Linked DNA regions of Mustela erminea: region 1 is linked to region 2. Evidence: chromatin contacts called from public Hi-C data. All regions are on one chromosome and are shown on one strand. The core of a region is the stretch at or near the end of the contact, and the rest is flanking DNA. Distances in the headings are between cores, read along the strand shown.

Region 1 (4,270 bases), core at 292-2,791, 94 kb before region 2:
ATTAAAGCATAGTTAAGTTTCAAAACACTGAGAGAAAACGCCTTTAGAATGTAGACCCCCCTCTCAACAGCTGAGGCTGATCTCCCAGCCTCTGAGTGCCCTCCTTTGGTCTGTGCGGAAAGGACAAGGACCAAATTTCAATTTCTAAGATGCTTTTTTTTTTTTAAAGATTTTATTTATTTATTTGACAGAGAGAGCGAGAAGAGGAATACAAATTGGGGGGTGGAGGGCCGAGCAGGAAGCTCGATGCAGGACTCAATCCCAGGACCCCAGGATCATGACCTGAACCAAAGGCAGACGCTTAACTGACTGAGCCACCCAGGTGCCCCACTAAAACCCTTTAATTTGTGCCACATAGAATTTGCGTTCCACTTGTCATTCCATTAGCTCCTGTTTGGTCTTACAGTTCTCCTCGCGTTGACTTTTTCTAATTGAACTTTCACCTAATTCCTGCTCGCTCCCTCGTGGTATTTTGGGCTGAGAGAAGCCACTTCCTGTTTGTTCTAGCAAGAACAGGAGTCTCTTATCTGGTTCATCCACAGGGTCCCAGAGATAACTTAGTTAACATACCTTCTCACGATCCTCATCAATAAGGCGCAGATAGGTAGAACTGTCTTCTCAGTGGGAGAGTCCTGGAAGCAGTGTGGAAGAAGGCTGATAAATGAGTATTAGATAATGAGAAGACAGACCAGATGGCATTGGTGGTATGCGGTTTTTTATAAGATCAGTTTCCCTATCCAGACTTGACATGGGCAGAACAAGTCATTATAGTGACCAAGTACTTCCATTGCCATATTTTTATCGTAATGTTTTAGTGAAGTACCTGATTCTTCTCCTATTGATGATAGTTCCAACCATGCCTAATGAAAGCATGCCTCTTCTTTCCCCACAGTTGGCTCTGAAAACCCACCATTAACAGTAATCCGAAAATTTGTACACCTACTGGACCAAAGTAACTTGGATTTTCAGGAGGAACTGGAGGTCGCACGGTTAAGGGAAGAAGTGGTGACCAAGATCCGAGCCAATCAACAGCTCGAGAAAGACCTGAACTTGATGGACATCAAGATTGGGCTCCTGGTGAAGAATAGGATAACACTGGAGGTCAGTGCGGTCTGTGGGGCCCTTGGCTCCCAGAAGAGAGAAGGAGCATGTGTATTTGCCCGTAACATCTTTGTCCAGCTAAACTTATTAGGAATCCAGAATGTGTTGTCCAAATTCACCGACCATTTTTCTCATGGTTCTCAGACCTGCAAAATTTTAGGACCCTGCCCTTTTAATATATTTTGTAAGATTTCTTTGCCATTCTGAAATGAAATTTATAGGAAACAAAGCCTACTTACATATGTACCTTCATAATGAGACTGAGGCCTTTCCATGAATATAAAAAAGTAATCGATAATAAAAACATGGTTTGCAACATGAAAGTACATGGGCCCGGTGCCATTAGAAGATGTGATCAAGTTGCCTGAGGCTTGGGCCTCTTCCCAGAGTAACCACAAACTTAACGGAGTATGAATAGTCACAGATGAGACCAATGCCAGTGAGGGGGGAACTGTCTGTGAGTTCACTTCCCAGAATGGAAAACAACTCTTCGTTAAGTTCAGAATAAGCACATTGATCTCCCCCACCGAACTGCAGTCCTAGAAAAGTCAGTGTATATTAAAATTGGGAGGAAATGTATTTTGGTTATATCTAAAACAACTAGTTTTTAGGCTCAAATAATCACAGAATTTTGACATACCAGAATGACCACCAGGACGTTGACAAATCCAGCCATGCAAAATGTGGAGAAGTTACGCAGGAATGCCCTACAGATTGCAGGATAGCAGAGCATCCCAGTCCCCATCCACTAGAAACCAGTAGTACCTTCTAATTGTTAGGATGTTTTTTTAAAAATACCTTTACGGGGCATCTTGTGGCTCAGGCATTTGGAGATTCGACTCTTGATTTCAGCTCAGGTCATGATCTCAGGGTCATTGTGGTCAAGCCCTACGCTGGGCTTGGCACTTAACACAGCATCTGCCTGAGATTCTCTCTCTCTCCCTCCCTTTGCCCCTCCCCCCACTCACACTAACTCTCTCTCTCTCCCCAAATAAAAAAAAATGCAATCTTAAAAAAAAAAAAAAGACACCTTTACACATTTCCAAAATGGCCCCTACAGAGTGGACTGCCCCCAAAACAGCCTCTAAGTAAATAATGCTATAGTTTTGTATCTGTGCTCATTTCAGAGCTCTCTCAAACCATGTGAAAAGTATCATTTTTACCTAAGAAAGGAGACTTGTAGGGTAAGAGTTCTCTCCATGCCCCGGTTCCAGTGCCACGTCAATTTTTAGAAAACGGGTAGGTTAGGAGGGGAATGGGAAGCTGACTTCCTGGAAACTCTGAGAAAGCTACCATGAGTGAAACACAGAGTGCCAGCTGCCACTAACTTGAGTCTGTGGTTCTGGGAAATGAGCAGCTCAGGAGGCCAGCAGAGTAGTGGACGGGAATGCCGCACTCTTGTCTCTGGCCCTCGCAGAGAAATAGTGAGTGCAGAGAAAATGAAGAAAATGGAGCAATTTATAAAACAGGAAATGATGATCTTTTCTAACTATTAAGAAAAGCACAATTTAAATGTTCTGTCTTAAGTCTGTTTTCATTATTTCATCCAGAAAAATAGTACTTTTCTCCTTTAAAAAAAAAAGTGTATTATTTGACAAACATGAGAATTTGTAAAGTATAATATATTCCAGAAGGTCCTTCAGAAAATTCCTTTTAAAGCCTTCCACTTCTGTTTTACCCTCCTCCCATAAAGTTGTAAACAGGAAATGCCTTGCCTTTTAAAATAAAGGCTGTTGCAAAACACTGAATAGTAGACGTAACATGTAGCTTGTTATTCATGAGGAAAATGAAATTGTGGCAAATTTTCAGGTCCTGAGGACTGTTGAAGATTTTTAAAAAGTATTCCCAATTGATAGCATTGTGAAACAGACGTGATTTTTTTTAATTTTTTATTTTTTATAAACATATAATATATTTTTATCCCCAGGCGTACAGGTCTGTGAATCGCCAGGTTTACACACTTCACAGCACTCATCATAGCACATACCCTCCCCAATGTCCGTGACCCCACCCCCCTTTCTCCCAACTCCCCTCCCCCCAGCAACCCTCAGTTTGTTTTGTGAGATTAAGAGTCACTTATGGTTTGTCTCCCTCCCAATCCCATCTTGTTTCATTTATTCTTCTCCTACCCCCTTAACCCCCCATGTTGCATCTCTACTTCCTCGTATCAGGGAGATCATATGATAGTTGTCTTTCTCCGATTGACTTATTTTGCAGACGTGATTTTTCAACTTATGTTTTCAAATTCCAAATATTGATTACTTATTGGAAATTAAGCTAATGATTATTAAGCATATGGTCTTTAGTGTTATTACCAATAGTCACATTTTTAGTCCAATGGTAAGAATAGTATAGGTGAAGCTTTATAGTAGTGAAAAAGTGAAAAAAACCCAAACACAAAAACAATAAGCAGAGAACAACAGAATTAGTTGAACATGTAGGTTACATAGCCACTAAAAATAATGTTTTCAAAGAACATTTAAGGTTTTAAATATGGTTTAAAGTTTGCAATACAAGTTTGCAATACAAGAGCAAAGATAGTACTACTTAAAGCAGTAAATTTCATTTGTTGTGAAATATATATATACACATACGTGTGTGTGTGTGTGTGTGTGTGTGTGTGTGTGTGTATTTATTTATTTATTTAAAGCTAGAAAAAAAGTGATTTTTCTTCGGGAGGCTGGTGAAATTGAACTTCTTGAATCTTTTTTTTTTCCTAAATACCAAGCATATTGGGGTGCCTGGGTGGCTCAGTCTGTTAAGCATCAGCCTCCAGCTTGCTTATTTCATGATCCTGGGGTCTGGAATCAAGCCCCGGTTGTGCTCTCTGCTGGTCAGGAAGTCTCCTGCTCTGTCTCCCTCTGCCTGTAGCTCCCCTGCTTGTGCTCTTTCTTTCTGTCAAGTAAATAAATAAAATCGTTTAAATACATACACACATACATACATACTGAGCATGTGTTTAATGAGGAAAGAGGAAGTAGCTTGATCTATAAGGAAGAACTCCAGCTTTCTAAAATTTTTCTAATATTGATGTTCCTCGCCTGGCTGGCTCAGCTGGTAGAGCGCACAACTCTCGATCTTGAGGTCATGCATTCAAGTCCCATGTTGGGCGTACACCTTACAATCAATCAATCAATAATAAATAATAATAAATAAAAGATAATAAATA
Region 2 (4,844 bases), core at 1,006-3,505:
TTTTCTCCCACGGCATGAAGAAAGACACTCCAAAGCAGAAATTTCAGGTGGGAAGCATTCATGCGCGGGCAATTAGCAAGGCCAGGGCCCTGAGTGTGAGGACATGGAGGGGTGCATAAGAGAGGTCGGTGAAATGGTTCCCATGGAGTCTGAACCAGTGAAACCAGGAAATGAAGCAGGAGGGCTGACAGGCTGGGAAGACAGGTAGGAGACCAGGGACATGTGGTAACTGTAGGGTCAGACAGGGGCTCTGATGGGGAAGGATGGCGTGAACAACAAAGGCAAAAGAAAGAGCCCCATGTTTCTGAGGTGGAGCTGCTGGGGACACAGCAAGGCAGCACCATGGACCCAGGAGCCAGTTGTTGAGGGGAGCTGCGGTTAAAGGCCAGAAGCAGGGAAGTACCAGCAAGCTGTGTGGTTGGGTCAGGGGTGGGGGTGGCAGTGCTGGTAGTGGTTAAACGTACTTCACACTCGTAGGACCCACACTGTGAACTTCATCTCCATCTTGACTAGTCCTGAGTGTTCAGGCAAGTCACTGAAGTTCATTGGGCCTTGGCTTCCTCATCTATAAAATGGGAGCAGAATATGCACATTCAGCACACTGTGGGTTTTTCTGTTTGTTTGTTTAAGATTTTATTTATTTGACAGACAGAGATCACAAGTAGGCAGAGAGGCAAGCAGAGAGAGAGGAGGAAACAGGTTCCCTGCTGAGCAGAGAGCCAGATGTGGGGCTTGATCCCAGGACCCCGGGATCACGACTGGAGCCGAAGGCAGAGGCTTAGCCCACTGAGCCACCCAGGTGCCCCATCAGCACAGTGTTCTAAGGACTAAAATGAGAAGTTATCTGTAATACACAGCACCTGGCAGATAGTGAGATATGATAACTACTGCTTGGGCTTCCTTGTTCTGCCCCATCGCATGAGAAACACCAGAAAAAGTGTTCTGAAAGGTTAGCTAAGAAAATTTCGGTGGGTAGTTTTGGTCACCAGCCCCACATCTATCCTTTTTTTTTTTTTTCTTCCTAAAAGTTGTCTGAGTCTTTCCAAATTTCACAAAGCTCTCCCCACGCCACACAGCCTGATTGTTTCAAGAAAGGCTGACTCCAACCCCAGACCCAGATATGGGCCTGGTAAATCTGAAAGTAACCCAGTCCTCTGGACCGAGGGGTTATTCAGGAATAGGTGCCCTAATCCAGGCCAATGACACACAACGGAGGTATCCCAAAAATTCCTGGGAAAGAAGATTTCTGGATGTTTAAAGGGAGAGCTATTTTCTCTTTCTCCAGATATTGCATTATGTGGATGTAAAAACTGGACTTTCATAAACTGTTTTCAGTTTTTTTTTTTTTCTTTAAGATTTTATTTATTTACTTGAGAGAGAGAGCGAGCATGAGCTGGGAAAGAGGGAGAGGGAGAAGCAGACTCCCAATTGAGCAGGGAACCCAATGTAGGGCTCGATTCCAGGACCCTCAGTTTCTACTTTTTAAAGACTGAATCCAGAGGCACATGGGTGGCTCGGTAGGTTAAGCGTCTTCCTTCAGCTTCCTTCAGGGTCCTGGGATGGAGCTCCGCGTTGGGCTCCCTGCTCTGCAGGGAGTCTGCTTCTCCCTCTTCCTCTGCCTCCCCCACTCCTTGTGCTCTCTTTTGCTCTCTCAAATAAATAACATTTTTTTTAAAAGAGCCATACATTAAAGAATGTGATTTATTTCATCCTCCTTCCTGCTTCCACTAAGACTTAGTAAAACCACCCAGGAGGAAGCAAGCAAGGGAAGATAGCACCTTTTGTTCAATGAGACTGTGAACTCCTGACAAGTAGGACCTGGTGTTTAGGTTTGGTTTCACGTAACACTCCGCCCTTGGTAAACTGTCAAGGAGAAAAAAGGACAAAACATCAAAAGCACCTAAAATCCGATCTACTCTGTGACCTCCACAAAGGGCTCCACACCCAGCTGTTGCTTAGCTGTTGCTGAAATCAATCTCTTGAGCTTGGCATCCCTCTCTACCTGCTCTGTGGTGGGGCTAGGACAGGGTTTCAGGTTGCACATCTGACCAACTCAGGCCAAGGTAAGATAGCGCTAACATGCGAAGCTCTGCCAAGACTCGTTTTTAAAGCAACGGGTTTCTGTCCCACAAACTGCGTATGATTCAAAAGGTCATCCATTCATGTCCAGAGGCCACTTGGCTTTCTCTAAACCACTTTGCTGATGACCTAACATAGGAAAGAATCTCGTGCCTGGGGTCAGTTTCTTTCAGGGAACATTTACTTAGCATTTGAATGAGCTGGCTTCCCAGGAGGGCCAGTGGTTTAACCTTGGCCTCTGGTCTGTTGTGGACTGTGGGTTGTTCAGGGTGTCAGCCTAACTAACCTTCGAGGCCCTCTGTTAGGTTCTCAGGATGGGTGCAGAACCCGGGGGCTCTCCGTCTCCCTGCACGCTCTGCCTAGTGAAAACTGAGTGCATAATCACACATTCACCCCCTCACCCCCCCACCCCTGCTGAAATGACAGAAGACAAAAGGCTTGGCCAAAGAGTCCAGACTGTAGAATTTGTGAGTGTTGGCAACTAGCCAGAACCTGGGTTTGTTCATTGTGTGGGTCTAGGGTGAGGGGTGATTTATGTTCACTTGCTTGGTTTTCTTTCCTCCTACAGAGTACCTTTCTAGAGTTGGCCCAGAGGCACATCGGGTGTGCAGAGGGGTGATTCTTCTCTGAGGAGACTGATGTTATGAACACAGTCTTTAAAAATCCTGGAACCCTTTGTTCCCGAATTAAGACCTGAGCAGTACCTATGATGATACCTCACAAATGACCAAAACAGAAGAGTGACCGACTTCCAAAGGATCAGTTTCCCTTCCACAGAGCAGAACAGAGCTCTCTAAAAGGAGAGAGACACAAGTGTCCCAGAGTTGTTATAATGTAGGAACTAGCATTTTCAGTTTTTCAGTCTTCCAGTCCAAGATGGAGCCTAGCAGGGTTTAATGAAGCTGATATCCACGGTCTTCCTTAACCAGCATCTCACAGGATTTGTACCTGTCCACTGATAAGGGCAAATTAAAGGATGTCTATAACACTCAGCCCAATTTTTCTTTCCGGGCAATGCAATATCCACATTCCTCAAAAAGTGACATGCTTTTCTACCCCACTCATACCCTCTTTGGGTGTCAATCCCAATTAATATATGGGTGAGACATCTAAGTGAGGAGGATCTGGCTGAGAGAATTACAGAGTATTGGCTCAAGTACTTCACATGACTTCATTCAACCTCACAACAACCCAGAGGTTAAGTGCCCTTATTATTCCCATAGGGCTGAGAAGGACAGTGGGGCCAGAAAAGTTAATACACTTGCTAAGAAGACAGGTCTCAAGGGGTCAGGGAACCAGCTTTGACACCAGGAAGCCTAATCTGGGACTTCTTTTCTGGACAAAATGTAGTGTTCTGGGCACTGACTGACATAGGACAGGTTCTTGTTTGAGTTTAGTACGTCTGTGCCACCACAAGCCCTGTAATGACTCTGTTCTCTTACCCTTTCTCCTCAACTGGATCTGTGGCCAAGCCTGCACTCACGCAGCTTGCCCTGGCTCGTGGAGCAGAATCCCATCATTTACCTGTGAAATGCGCCCGGATCCTTTCTAATTCACTCCAAACACAGTTTGGAGCCCATGGAATCAAAACACAGAGGGAAAGGTGGGCCCAGTGGCTTTTGGGTAGGACTCATTTAAAATGAGGTCATTCCAACAATTTACAAAAGGTATCCATTATTTTAAGAAGAGTATTATCAACATAAAAACATGATATTCAGGGGTGCCTAGGTGGCTCAGCCAGCCTTTGGCTCAGGTCAGGATCCCAGGGTCCTGGGATGGAGCCCCACCTTGGGCTCTCTGCTCAGCAGGGAGCCTGCTTCTCCCTCTTCCTCTGCTGCTCTCCCTGCTTGTGCGCTCTCTCTGTGTGTCTGTCAGATAACTACATAAATTTTTAAAGAGGGTTTTTTTTTTTTTTTTTAATTCGACAGAGATAGCACAGGTATGCAGAGCGGCAAGCAGAGTGCAGAGTGGTGTAATAAAGAAGTCTTAGATTTGTTGTTCTTATATTATTTGTAGCTTTTATAAGAAGGTTAACTATAACTGATCTCCAATAAGATTCTTTACCTAAATATGAAAATTCTAACTGATCCTCAGTCCTTCCAAGGAAGCTAAGATCCATAAAATTTATGTGTACTCTGCAGGAGACAAAACATTGCCATTTTTCTGCAGTTGCGATTACTTTGCTAAAACAGACTTTTGTTCAAAGAGACAAATTATTAGAATTGACAGCAAAAGGGTCCTCTGAATCCTCATGACTTTGTCAATTGGTATTATTTATTCCTCACTGGCTTTGCTCTTTACCTGGGGGTGTAAACACAAGTATCTGTTCTCCTCTGTAAATTATAAACTTATCAGGAGTGGGAGCAAAGATTTTTGCTGGAAGCTTGTGGATTCCTAATGCCTTGTTCTGGAAGCTTGTGGATTCCTAATGCCTTGTTCTGAGAAATAATCAGGGCTGCATCTTCTAACATGTGGGAGTCATACATTGCTTATGTATTTCTTTTTTAATCTTAACCATCAGTTAATAAATCAGTAATTCCTAATTATCCAAAGGAACTAGTGAAGTTTGCAAAACTTTTGTACAAACATGTGGCAATAGTTTCCAAGGTTTTGTTTTCTTTTGTTTTGCTTTTTTAGCAAAAATAGATTTAAATGCAGCTCTAGCATTTATAAAAACAAAAAGGCAAGGGAAAATAAATGTATATGAAACTGGTTGTGATTCAGGAAGTGATCTGAGTGCTTAGATGTGTCACCCATCTTTCCCA

Evidence for each region. A called contact is a pair of places that touch in the nucleus more often than the background predicts.
Region 1: a Hi-C map of fibroblasts shows a contact between it and region 2, with 2.6 times the contacts expected there. The contact joins two enhancer-like sites. A contact is called at or near these places in 2 of 3 Hi-C or Micro-C datasets (fibroblasts and spleen).

The regions. Positions count from the first base shown.
Region 1 is chr3:62,607,617-62,611,886 of mMusErm1.Pri, reverse strand. IQGAP2 (ras GTPase-activating-like protein IQGAP2) reads left to right here. Exons shown (of 35, transcript XM_032335922.1): 20 at 893-1,101. Among named protein-coding and RNA genes, the nearest start is that of F2RL2, 35 kb to the left of the region's middle. Within about 2 kb of position 1,541, the one cell type or tissue checked has open chromatin away from gene starts, as enhancers often do. A contact at or near this core is called in fibroblasts, where this site is marked.
Region 2 is chr3:62,513,707-62,518,550 of mMusErm1.Pri, reverse strand. No RefSeq gene overlaps it. Among named protein-coding and RNA genes, the nearest start is that of F2RL1, 39 kb to the right of the region's middle. Within about 2 kb of position 2,255, the one cell type or tissue checked has open chromatin away from gene starts, as enhancers often do. A contact at or near this core is called in fibroblasts, where this site is marked.